Linked DNA regions of Mus musculus: region 2 is linked to region 1. Evidence: chromatin contacts called from public Hi-C data. All regions are on one chromosome and are shown on one strand. The core of a region is the stretch at or near the end of the contact, and the rest is flanking DNA. Distances in the headings are between cores, read along the strand shown. Region 1 has its middle 48 kb from the start of Ccn3. Region 2 overlaps Gm2491 (predicted gene 2491).

What was found. Hi-C and Micro-C count contacts between places; a contact is called where the count stands out from the background.
Region 2: a contact with region 1 is called in a Hi-C map of uterus. The contact joins two enhancer-like sites. A contact is called at or near these places in 1 of 39 promoter capture datasets (embryonic stem cells), 2 of 15 datasets of contacts at CTCF or cohesin (the NIH/3T3 cell line and embryonic stem cells), 29 of 484 Hi-C or Micro-C datasets (the HPC-7 cell line, bone marrow-derived macrophages, differentiating embryonic stem cells and 11 more), 3 of 115 datasets of contacts at active chromatin or transcription factors (bone marrow-derived dendritic cells, differentiating embryonic stem cells and embryonic fibroblasts) and 1 of 9 other capture datasets (embryonic stem cells).

What each region holds. Positions count from the first base shown.
Region 1 is chr15:54,790,228-54,796,638 of GRCm38.p6, forward strand. No RefSeq gene overlaps it. Among named protein-coding and RNA genes, the nearest start is that of Ccn3, 48 kb to the left of the region's middle. Within about 2 kb of position 1,259, at least 17 of the 459 cell types and tissues checked have an H3K27ac peak or open chromatin away from gene starts, as enhancers often do. A contact at or near this core is called in uterus, where this site is marked.
Region 2 is chr15:54,977,427-54,983,270 of GRCm38.p6, forward strand. Gm2491 (predicted gene 2491) reads right to left here. Exons shown (of 5, transcript NR_155513.1): 2 at 5,653-5,753; 3 at 5,255-5,369; 4 at 4,665-4,736; 5 at 3,907-4,009. Among named protein-coding and RNA genes, the nearest start is that of Gm2491, 6.5 kb to the right of the region's middle. Within about 2 kb of position 2,310, at least 7 of the 459 cell types and tissues checked have an H3K27ac peak or open chromatin away from gene starts, as enhancers often do. A contact at or near this core is called in uterus, where this site is marked.

The sequences.
Region 1 (6,411 bases), core at 9-2,508:
CTTGCCATAGACTCCATTTGCCTAATTGTAAATAGCAGCCCTTTGTGTGTGTGTATGTGCCTCTGTGTGTGTGTGTGTGTGTGTGTGTGTGTGTGTGTGCTTGACACGAGCTAGAGTCATCACAGAGAAAGGAACCACAGTTGGGTCCAACTGGAAGGCATTTTCTCAATTAGTGATCAATGGGGCACCATTGAGGGTGGTGCCATTCCTGGGCTGGTAGTCCTGGGTTTTAGAAAATGGCAGCTGAGCAAGCCACGGGAAGCAAGCCAGTAAGCAGCACCCCTCCACGACCACCGCATCAGCTCCTGCCTCCAGATTCCAGCCCTGAGTGAGTTCCTGTCCTGACTTCCTCCAGTGATGAACTATGATCTGGAAGTGTAAGGCAAATAAACCCTTTCCTCCCCAACTTGCTTTTTGGTCATGGTGTTTTGTCACAGTTAAAACACTGACTAAGACACCCTGTGAACCATGGTTCCCCAGTCTCAGCCTTTGGGGTTTGCCTCACTGTACTGCCTTTCACCCATCCAGCTCTGGTCAAGTTGGAGGCCACTTTGTTTAGTCAGCGTATTCTGGCCTTGCCACTAGTCTTAAAGGACACCTAGGCCTCTCCTATCAAAACACTCACCGAACTGCTTTGTATCTGCTGTTCTTCTCATCTCTCTGCCCTTGGAAGTTACAAAGTGGTTTCCTATACGATGTGTGCAATGCAATGTACATATGTCTTTTATTTACAGAAACACAATTAAAATACATACCTTAAATTAGTTGCCAACATAACAACTCTGGAGATTTTCTTTAATAACAACAACAAACAAAACAACAAAAGATCATCTAGATTTCTATTACTTCTGGGACAGAGGCCCAAGCTTCATCCTCCTGAACTGCACCGATTTTTCTGAAGTCAACCCATGGATGCTTCTCTTTACAAAGACGAATTGCTCCTCAAAACACAGTCCCTATATAACCTCACTGCCTGTACTCATGCACTAGACTTTGTAATCTAGCTCGTAGACCATTCGCTCTCTTCAAACATTGAATGGCATCTTATGGTCTTATGCCTAGTTTCATGTCATTCTCTCTCCCTGGCCACAGATGATCCTGTCAGAGTGCTCAGCAGTCAACAGCGACTGACCAGGCAACTAGACACAGGCTGCTGATCCCTTTAACCATGATTACATGAAATCAACCAGCATGACTGTGCCTAAGGCTCTGTAAACACAGGCCAAGTAGGAAAGGGTGGAGCTGGAGACACTGAGGGAACTGTGGAAAAGAAAATTAGCCAGCTATTGAATTCCAGCTACTGTGACCGGGCTTCTGCTTTGGTAACATTGGGTGTTTGGTCAATGAAATCTTGACCCAAAATAAAATATGTCTACTTTTCCCCACTCTGGGGAGATGACTCTTTTTTTTTTTTTTTAATTCCTTTTTCTTTGGAGATGAGACCACATGTAAAGAGATCAGTTTCCTCAAGCAGCTGTGTGAGGGTTTTTTAAAAAGCTGTTTTTTATTGAATCTGTAACAGCAGTCTGTCTAACTCATTGCCAAATGAGTGTTAGGCATTATTCAAGAGTAATACTCAGAGCTGTGGTTTTCTGGAGAAGAAGTAAAAAGCACTCCTAAGAATAACAAATGAACATTTCTAAAGAACAAATGTTGATCTAATAGCCTTCTACCTCACCAACTATAGACTCCTGCTATGCACTTGGCTGATCACACCAGCCCTAGCATTATCCAGCCAGACTCTCCCTTTTCTGGCAAAGTGGAAGAAACTCCCTACATCTAGAACGACATCGCCGAGGCCTTCCTTCCCAGATAAAGAAGATTCTTCTTATCTTCTAATCTTCATCCTTCCTATCCAGCTTGTCCAGGCATAACTCATCTTTTAACATTTATTTTACCATATCTAGCACACACAGATACAATATCGTCACTATATCACATCAAACACACCTTATCCCTAATACTACACAGCACTCCAGCACTCATGCATTCACACACATACACTCACAAACACACACACACACATGCACACACACCTATCCCTGGTTGAGAACATCCATGATTTTAGAATTATCCTACAGAATCAGTTTTTATTCATTGTTACTATAGTTCAGAGATAGGAATTTTAGACAGCTAAAACATGGTCATTTCCACTTCTAGACAGTACTCCATTAATGCTGTGAGCCTTGAAATCACAGAGAACTGTGTTCATATTTTGGTGCTCCTAACTTGGTACTCAACTTCCTGGCTGACCTAAATCAAGTCACTTAACTGCATCAGAAGTGAATCATGATGAATTGGTTTGGGAAAATATTGACTATAGGAATAGACATGAGAACAAGTTACAAACATAAAAAAGTATTTCATTATGATTAAAAATAACATTAGTAAAATGTTTTTAGTACATAACATCTTTTTTGTACACGTTATCAAAATCATACAACTCTTCCTCATGACCTCTGCAGGGTGATGTCATCCCCATAAGTCTACCTTCACAGGGTGGGAATCACAGATGACCAAGAGCAATTCACTGATGGTTATACACTAAACAAGCAAGAGTCTGGACTGCGACTGCTTAGCCTATATGATGCTTTTAGTTGGGGTCCAGGGATTATCTCACAAAACACACAAACTACTGTGGTAGAAGGCCTTGTCTATATGCATGCCCTAACTTGTCTTCAAGGATGGGACTTGTCTAACATTCATGTCTTGACTTACCAACCAGAATGTCAGTTTCCAGGGAGGTCTTGGGAACTTAAACTTTACTGAACCGCTACTCAAAATAGAAGTCTTATTCCAAATGGTTTCTTATCTTAGTACAGGTGTCTCTTATGTTGGGGTCTATCCCTTATACCTTAAAAGCTTATACACAGATTCAGTGTATGTTGGATAGTCCGTTCAGATAGGTCCAAGCTTACTGTAGATAACTATACAAAACAGTTCTACTGACTTCTATTGTGGTTGGTTTCCAGGGGCACAGAACATAACAGACTATGTAATCAATATTGGTATTAGAAAGTTTCCTAGTAAGCAGAAACATGTGAGAAATTTTCCTTAGAATGGCAGGCTAATCAAATAACTGTTACCTCAACATGAACGTTTTTCCTCAGCATGAACGTTCTGTCTAACTTAACATCCCATCCAGGCTTTAATATTTTATCTAGGCCTTAAAACTTTTCAATGTCAAAAAGATCAAAAAATTTAAAGGCTTATAGTTACACCAAGCCCTGTACTGTCAAAAATCACAAGTGATTCCTTTGCCCCCTTACGTCTATCCATTACACAGCATTCTTCCCCACCCTCCCGCTTTCACACTCTTTCTGTCCCCTCTTCCACAATGTGTCCTGAGCCCCGTAAGAGTTGATATGGGATGCTCCCTCAGGGCTGAGCGTTCTGCAGTTCCTTCTTCTTACCATCTTAACCACCTACGGAACTCTTCATTAACAACTACAAAGAGAAGCTTCTCCACCTAGGGTTAAAAATAAATCCATGTATATAAAAATAAATGTTCAGAAGGTAGTTTCACAAGATGACTATTTAGCGAAACAGCAGTAGTAGGCTCCTATTTAAGACCTAAAACACCACCCTCTCTAGCTATGCTTTTTAAACCAAGTTTAGACTATGAGGCATGAGTTTCCTCCAATTGGAAAGTGGTAGGTTATCTGCCTAACAGCTATGCCATTATTGTATTATCTGGTAGATTGGATTTGTAGCATAAAGGATTCATGCTAGGTAAGACCATTGATTTATTTTCTCCATCAATGTCCCACACAGCAACTTCTGGCACTATGAAAGCTACCGTGCAGAATATTTTTAACTCATTCCAAACTGAGCTTTCTATGTCTTGCAACCAAAGTGTCTTCAGCAGTAGGGTCTTCTCAAACAGTTTTCAAACTCCTTTATTTTTTTCAATTATAGTTTTCAAATATCTTATAAAAGAATGGGTTTACATGAAGCTTTTTTTTTACAACCCTTGTCTTCGTTAACCCACTGCCCTCTTCTCCCCTAGCTGATGAACTACATCCTCATTTAAACCTCTAACCTCTGTGCATCGTGTGTCCAAAACTTTTCAAATCACTTTTATTCTTATCCCACAGCTCTACCAAGAATTAACTCTCTCTCTCTCTCTCTCTCTCTCTCTCTCTCTCTCTCTCTCTCTCTCTCCATATGTTCTTATACCTCTGTCACCTCTTTACAGCTCTTTAATATATAGAGTAGGGGCATGGTTCCTCTATCTTTTTCTTTTGTTTAACTTTTTATTATCCCTCGTCCACATTCTTCACAGAGGAGAGACTAAAATGATGCTATTTAATTCTTCCACACACTTCCATTTTTTCCCATTTTTCTAGTTACATCTAACAACTTTTTCTAGCTATACTTTTACATAAAAGTAACAAAATTTATCAACCTACTGACAAGAACAGAAATTCTGAGGTAGGGAAGGGATGAAATTGCTGGACACATACAGCATTCTCTCTCACTTGGAGAAGTGAAAGTTCCTGAACCACTACATGTGCCAAACACAAGGACTGTCTAAACTTTAATTATGTGCAGTCTGGGAAATGACTGTGTCCCTAAGTTCTCATCTTTGCAGCTCTCTATTTTCTGCTCAGTATAACCCTTGGCTCTCAATCTCTTCCTGTTTTCCTCATAGTTTAATTTCTCCTGACTTTGCTCGTCTCCTAACCTCACTACTCCCTTGCAGTCCGAGAACCCCTATTTCTTCAAGGTTTACTTGTCTTTCTTGCAAAGGCTAACAAGGAAGTGGCTCCAGATTACAATATTTTTAAAACTGTGGTTAAAAACATGTAACATCTAATCTCTCGTTTAAAATGTATAAATGTGCAGTGTAATGTTGTTAGCTAGCATCGCAATTTTGTGTGGCACCCCTCTGGAGCGTTTTCACCATGCATTGCTGCAGTTAGCAATTCCTCTCGCCTCCTCCCTTCAGTCTCTGGCACTCATCGTTCTATTTTCTGTTTCAACAAGTATCTAATTGTATGTACTTCATATGAGTGGAGACAACCTAAACATCTACTGATGAATAAATGTATAAATAAAATGTGATTCTGCATACAGCAGGCTAATAGTTACCCATAAACAGAAGTCGACTACATTCCACAAAATGAATGCTGAGGTCTACAGTCTGACTATGTCCCCCAAAGTTCACAAGCTGATGCTTACTGGTGGTGGTGTGATAACACTCAGGGGTGGATTTTTTGAAGAAAATTAAATCCAAAAGGCCAAAAGCTCAGAGATTCAGAAACGGGGCTTTGATTGAAGGATATGAAGGATACGGTCACTCTCTTCTACTTGTCTGGCATATTAGATCACAGCGTTTGTCTTCTTTCTTGCTTTCACCACATGAGGATAGAGCAAGAGTTGCCACCCTATAGGTAGAATGCAGCTCTTCCACTATGAATCTACAACTTCTTTTAATTTTGATTCCCTAGCCTCCAAACTCTGAAAAAATAATTTTTGTTCTTTATAGTTTATCCAGGCTAAGTTATTTTGTTATAGCAACACAAACTAAGTCTTTACACTAAGTCAAAGAATTAGGTTTCATTCATAGAACAGCCAGGCTTCCCTGAATGTGAAAATATCCATTAAAGGTCCTATTCATCACTGAATATTTGTGATATGGAAGATACTTGGAACTTTTGAACACATACCTGACAGATTGATAAAACTGTCCCTACTGAAGTGCCTACCATCAGACTCCATATACATATAGCCTACCACCAGACTCCAATGTGTGTGTGTGTGTGTGTGTGTGTGTGTGTGTTGCCTGAATGCTGACAATCTTTGTATAACTCTTATCTCCCTCCCATTACTGTGATAAAACACTCAGACAAAGGCAAGTTAAGAGAGAATGTGTTCATCTTAGTTCAAGGAACAGCCAACACAGTGGAGAAGTCAAGGCAGCAGAGCTTGAAGAAGCTGATCATACCACATCTGCTGTAAGGAAGCAGAGAGGGATAAATACATGTATGTATTTACTGTGTTCAGCTCAATTTCCCATTTCATACATTACAAAAGTCCCTGCCCAGGAAATGGTCCTGACCTCAATTAAAATGAATCATCCCATATCAATTAACACAATCAAAATAATCCCTTGCAGACATTCTGGAAGGCTAACTTTGATCTAGGTAACCCCTCACAGGTGTGCCTTGAGACCCATCTCACCGGTAATTCTAGATGCTTGCCAGTTAATGATTAATGCCAACCATCACACCCTCCATAAGGGATTCCTTATTGACTGTCCACAACAACTACTCTAAATCTTTCCCACATGCCACGCTCCCGTGACCGCTTCCTCCACCATCTGCACTCTGCTTTTAGTCAGCTTGTTCTCTCCTTTGAAGCTATCTGTTGAGAACAACCTTGCATGTAATTATTCAAGATTATGCC
Region 2 (5,844 bases), core at 1,060-3,559, 190 kb after region 1:
AAAACCAGAACCATGTGGCCAAAGCTTCCAAGTTCTTCTGCTTGATGGGACTGAAACATACCCTCCTTGTTCAAACACATTTGTGCCAGCTTTCTGTTGTTGATAGCTTTCATTACAGTTTAAAGTTTCCTTGAATTTCTTTTCACAAGGCAAAACTTAGCTACTGTCTTTATTCCACTTAGTATTAGGCTTTTCTTTAAACTTTCTATCTTCTTGACTTAGCTCTATTATACTCCCTGGTACTCCTTTTCTCCTCAAACTGTATATTTTGTATTTTTTCCTTGCTTAGCTTGCTTCTTTTCATAATAGAACTGCACAATAGTGATCACTAATAACCACATGACAGTCAATAGTAGGCTGTCTTAAAATCTCCTCTGCCAATGCTATTACTCCAAACCTTTTCAATTTAGCTTCAGGAAAAATTTTTAGGAAAAGGACAAAACCCAGTCAACATTCTTTGTCAAAATGTCACAAGAATGATCTCTAGGCCACTTACTAATTTCTTCCCCTCTGAAACTTATTGAGCTGGACTCCCCACAGTTTGAACTACCTTCAGAACCACTGAAGTAGAAACTAGTATGGGGCATTAAGCCCTGTTCAACTTCTTTCCTAATCCAGAATCCCAAAGTCCACATTCTGGGAACAAGCAGCATGGTCAGCCTGTCTCTGTGATACCCCAGTCCCTGGTACTAACATCTGCTTATTCACTCTTGTATTGCTGTGAACAGACACCATAACCAAACCGGCTATTATAGATGAAAGCATTTGATTGGGACTTGCTTACAGTTTCAGGGTTTTAGTCCATTATCATCATGATTGGAAGCAGTGTGGCAGGCAGGTGTGGTGAAGAAGTAGCTAACAGCTACCTCCTGATCCATAGGTAGAGAAAAAGGAGAGAGAGGGAGAGAGGGAGAGAGAGAGAGAGAGAGAGAGAGAGAGAGAGAGAGAGAGAGAGAGAGAGCCTGGCATGAACTTTTGAAACTTCAACCCCCCCCACACACACACACAGTGGCACATTTCCTTCAACAAGGCCATATCTATTCCAACAAAGTCACATTCTAATCCTTCTCAAATAGTGACATTCCCTGGTGACTAAAGGTGACTAAAGCATTCCAATTTATGAGCCTATGGGGGCTATTTTTATTCAAACCACAACAATGTTTTATGAAAAAATATTTCCGGTGGATAAAGATCAAGTTAGAAAGAAAATTGGTTAACATTACCCATCCATTTTTTAATACCCTAAAATACTCCCTATAATAAATCTCAGCCTAAGGCCAGGAAATTATTGTGGTGATGGTGGTGTCTTTCTTCTTCTTCTTTTCTTCTTCTTCTTCTTCTTCTTCTTCTTCTTCTTCTTCTTCTTCTTCTTCTTCTTCTTCTTCTTCTTCTTCTTCTTCTTCTTCTTCTTTTTCTTCTTCTTCTTCTTCTTCTTCTTCTTCTCCTTCTTCCTCCCTCTCCTCTCTCCCCCCTCTCCCCCTCTCTCTCCTCCCCCTCTCCCCGTGTCCCCCTCTCTCCCTCCCCCTCCCCTCCCCCTCTCACTCTTCCTCTCTCCCCCTCTCCCCCTCCTCCCCATCCTCCCCATCCTCCCCCTCCCCCTTCCCTTCCTCCCCCTCTCCCCCTCTCCCTCTCCTCCTCTTCCTCCTCCCACTCCTTCAAAAGCTTGTACAATGTGTGCATATTTCCAGAGCAAGACATCACTTAAAATGTGAATTTTGCCACATAAAATAACCACAATCCAGTGTTGCCCAGACAAACCAAAGACATCTATGTGCATTAGCACTACCACCACCATCATCATTTTGCAATGCAAGGGATGTAACCCAGAGCTGCATGCACACTAGGCAAGTACTTTACCACTGTTTGAGAAAAAAAAATCCTACGGTAATACAAAAATTGGCACATAAATGAGATTCTGCATTCCCTTTCATCATTTCACAAGGGTTTATATAGGTCAAGCCCAAGGTCAGAGATGAAAATGCCCCCTACGGAAACAGAAGTATCTTTAACAAGCTTTTGATTTCCTGTTGATAAACACAGCCGGTAACCTTAAGGTCATGTAGTTCCCTCTGACCTCAAATCACATTGTTTCCTTTTATTCAAGTCCAGGCAATTCATCTGTGTTCATTACAAGAAAATTGGTCAACATTACCCATCCCTTTTTTAATACCCTTGCAATCCTCCCTATAATAAATCTCAGCCTAAGGCTAGTAAAATACTGGTTTTTTCTTTCTTTCTTTCTTTCTTCTCCTTCAAGAGCTTGTACATTGTGTGCACATTTCCAGTGCAAGACATCCTACGTCAGCTGCAGGCTGTAACTAAGGACTTAGTAAACAAAACAGATGGGGCTGGTTAACACAGCTTAGTGAGAAAAAAGTGGAGAAAAAAATCAGTCTTTATCAAACAGCAAAATCCTGAATGAGTAGGAAAAAAAATTAATGTTTTGGATTTTTAAGTTCATTTTCAATTTGTTACAACATTTATTAACTTATTAAACCTGGAAGGAGGAGAAGAGAAAACCCAGCTTTAGTAGAATTCCTAGGAGCATCTCCCCTTTGTGAATCAAGGGTGCATTGTGGACTGAATCCACAACCCCTCAGCCCACAACATTCATATATTGAATTTCCTTGGAGCTGAGGATGGAGGATGGATATGCATATGCGTGTGGAAGTCTCAGGTTGGAATGTCTGCTTCATAACTCCCCCTCCCCTTATTTTTTGAGACAGGCTCTCTCTCTCTCTCTCTCTCTCTCTCTCTCTCTCAACTCAGGCCTCATGATTTGCTAGACTATCTGGTCTTTGAGCCCTGCGAATCCTCCTGTCTCCATCCATGCTGGGGTTACAGTGTTCCTGGCCATTCCTAGCTTTCGAATAAGTTCCAGGGATTGGAACTCAGGTCTTATTGCTTGCTGGTTTCTCATGGTTGACTGAGACATCTCTCCAGCTCCTTGTGTGTTGAATTCTAAACTCTGGTACCTTAGAATACAACTAGCTTGGATATAAATAATCTTTTAAAAGGTAAGTAAGGAGAGACTGTTAGGACAACTTGCTGCTCTTGCAGAAGACCCAGGCTAGGCTCCCAGCACCCATAGGAAGATTTACAAGCCTCCATGACTCTAGAGGGATCCAGTGCCCTCTTCTGGCCTCCTTAGGAAAAACGCATGCAGCACACTTACATAGGAGCAGACAAAAATAAAATACACATAAAATAAAAATAAATAAGTCCCCAAAATGGAAAGACAACTAAGATAAAGTAAGGTTATATGGATATGGTTAAAGATGGCTATTGTTTTTGCAAGGAGAGGTTAGGATCTGAAGAAAATGCATGCAAAGAAAATGCATGTGGTGGCTCTCCTCTTTGATCGTAAATCTCTGACTTTGAGGTCAGCCTGGTCTACAGAGTGAGTTCCAGGACAGCCAGGGATACACAGAGTGACCCTGTCTTGAAAAATCAAAAAAGCAAAGCAAAGACAGAGAAGGCTGAGCAACAAGCAAAGAGAGAAGCCTTCAAAAAGCCAACTCAGTGGCTTCCTCATGTGAAGGGTCTAGAATGGCTGGAGAATATACTGCTGTTGTCTAAACTATGTAGTCAGTGGTGCTTTGTTATGGTAGCTCTAGTAAATTCACATACTTTGCATATTCTTGCTTATGTTTGCATAAATAATGAGTCTCTGGGGTGTCTGGGAGCTTAGCATTAGTACTTTGAACATTGTAAGCTCATTGGTATTTGTCAAACAGAAAGAAAGAAAAGGAGGGAAGGAAGAAAGGGAGGGAGGGGGGACAAAAAGACGGAGGGAAGGAGGGAGGTAGAGAGAAGAGAATCCACTAGTTAAAGAACAGAACCACACTTAAACTTCACCATGCTTTGTTCTCTGTGTGTAAAACAGAAATGATGGGCACAAGCCATGATGTTTCTTTCACTTTAATCGCAAACAGTACTTTGGTTGCAGTTGTCAGATCCATGATGTAAACTAATGTTCCCAGATCTTGAAAATTAGACATACATTTACCTGTAAGTCAGGAAGTGAATTTTAGTCTCTTGTATACAGCCTTATGAGATGCTATAGCAATGGAGAGAACCAAGAGACAGCATCTAAGGCCAAGGAAAGTATTCCACACTAAGGACTGAGGGAGAGAAGTCCTCCCATACCAACAAGTAAACAATTCCCTGTAGCACTTGAGACTATACTAGTTCATTCTGGCTTCTTTTCATGGAGCTGAAAAGTTATCTGAACTCTTTTCCTGGTCCTTTCAATTTGACAGAGACTCAGTTTAATTTTTTTCTTGACACATTCCTCATATGCATTTAATATATTTATAAATTGGCCAATGCAGCAATGTGAGGGTAACAGAGCAACTTAGTTTAATCTTTTTTTTCTTTTTTCTTTTGTTTGTTTGTTTGTTTGTTTGTTTTCCAAGACATGCTTCTCTGTATAGTCCTGGCTGTCCCTGGCTGTCCTGGAACTCAGAAATTCACCTGCCTCTGCCTCCCAAGTGCTGAGATTAAAGGCGTGCACCACCACGCCTGGCTAACTTAGTTTAATCTTAAGATTAGGCAACTCAGCTTAATCTTTTTATGGGACACTTGATCTCCAAAGAAGTCAATAGAGATGTCAATAGAGAATCCTAAATCAGTGTAATCAGACCCTTGAATTTGTGGCTTGCCTTGTGCCTAGTTTTGACTGCTGAGAGACCAGAGGCTTCTTGGCTGCAGGAGTCATATACACTTTCAGAATTCTAGAAAGAAGAGTTTTTAATGCCGTTTAATCCATTTGCATCACTTATGGATGAGAAAATAAAGTGAAGGTCACGGTTGCACGGTGGTGATAACACACTGTTGGTGGAAGAACAAGAGAAAACTGAAGACTAACATGATTGGAAAGTAAATGTCAGCTTATGGAGAGCGTTTAAATTGGAGGCCTCCGAGGGCCCTTCCCCTCAGAGATTAGGGAACCCTGCAGAGAAGTTAGCTGAAGAATTCTAGGGGTCAGAGGAGATACAGGACACCAGGTGAACACATCCCATTGAATCAACCAAGGGCTCCCATGGGCTCACAGAGACTGAAGCAGCATGCATGGGGCCCATGTGGGTCAGCACCAGACCCTTTGTGTAGATGTCATGGCTGTTAGCTTGGTGTCTTGTGAAACTTCTAATAGTGGGAACACGCATGTCTTTGACTCTTTTGCCTACTCTTGGGACTCGTCTCCTCCTGTTAGTTTGGTTGCCTTGTCCAGCTTTGGTGTGACAGCTCTTGCCTTGCTTTATTGTATCTTGTTGTCCTGTGTTTCATTGTTGTCTCTTGGAGGCCTGCTCTTTTCTGAGGAGAGATGGACAGGAGTTGGTCTGGGGGAAAGGGACAGTGGAGAGGTGCTGGGAAGAGGGGAGGGAGGGGAAACAGTGGTCAGGATGGATTATATGAGAAGAATATATATATATATATATGCATATAATGAGAAGCAGAAGCAAGAGAGGTCCCTACATAAATTACTTCTCTCAGAGAATACTTCTGGGCACCACTTTCTGCTTAGAGGGTTGAGGACAGGCATGAAGGTACAACTGCCTATTCCTTATTTTGATGCCCTCACTGTCTTCAAACAAAACAAGGAATCAATTGCTTTCCCTCCCAGTATCACTCAGCCGATCTGACTCTTACTTCTGGCTGTGTTGAGGCCCTTGGCCAGTGACATCATTATTTCCTTCCTCCAGGATGTATCTCTCGGAAGAGAGCATTCAGTGTACCACTCGTTTTCTTTCCTGGTGGGTAATTAAAAGTTTATTGGTAAAAGTACTGAAAACAACTTCCATTGTAGTTTCCTTCAGCTCTGTCCAAACAAAAGAAGACAGA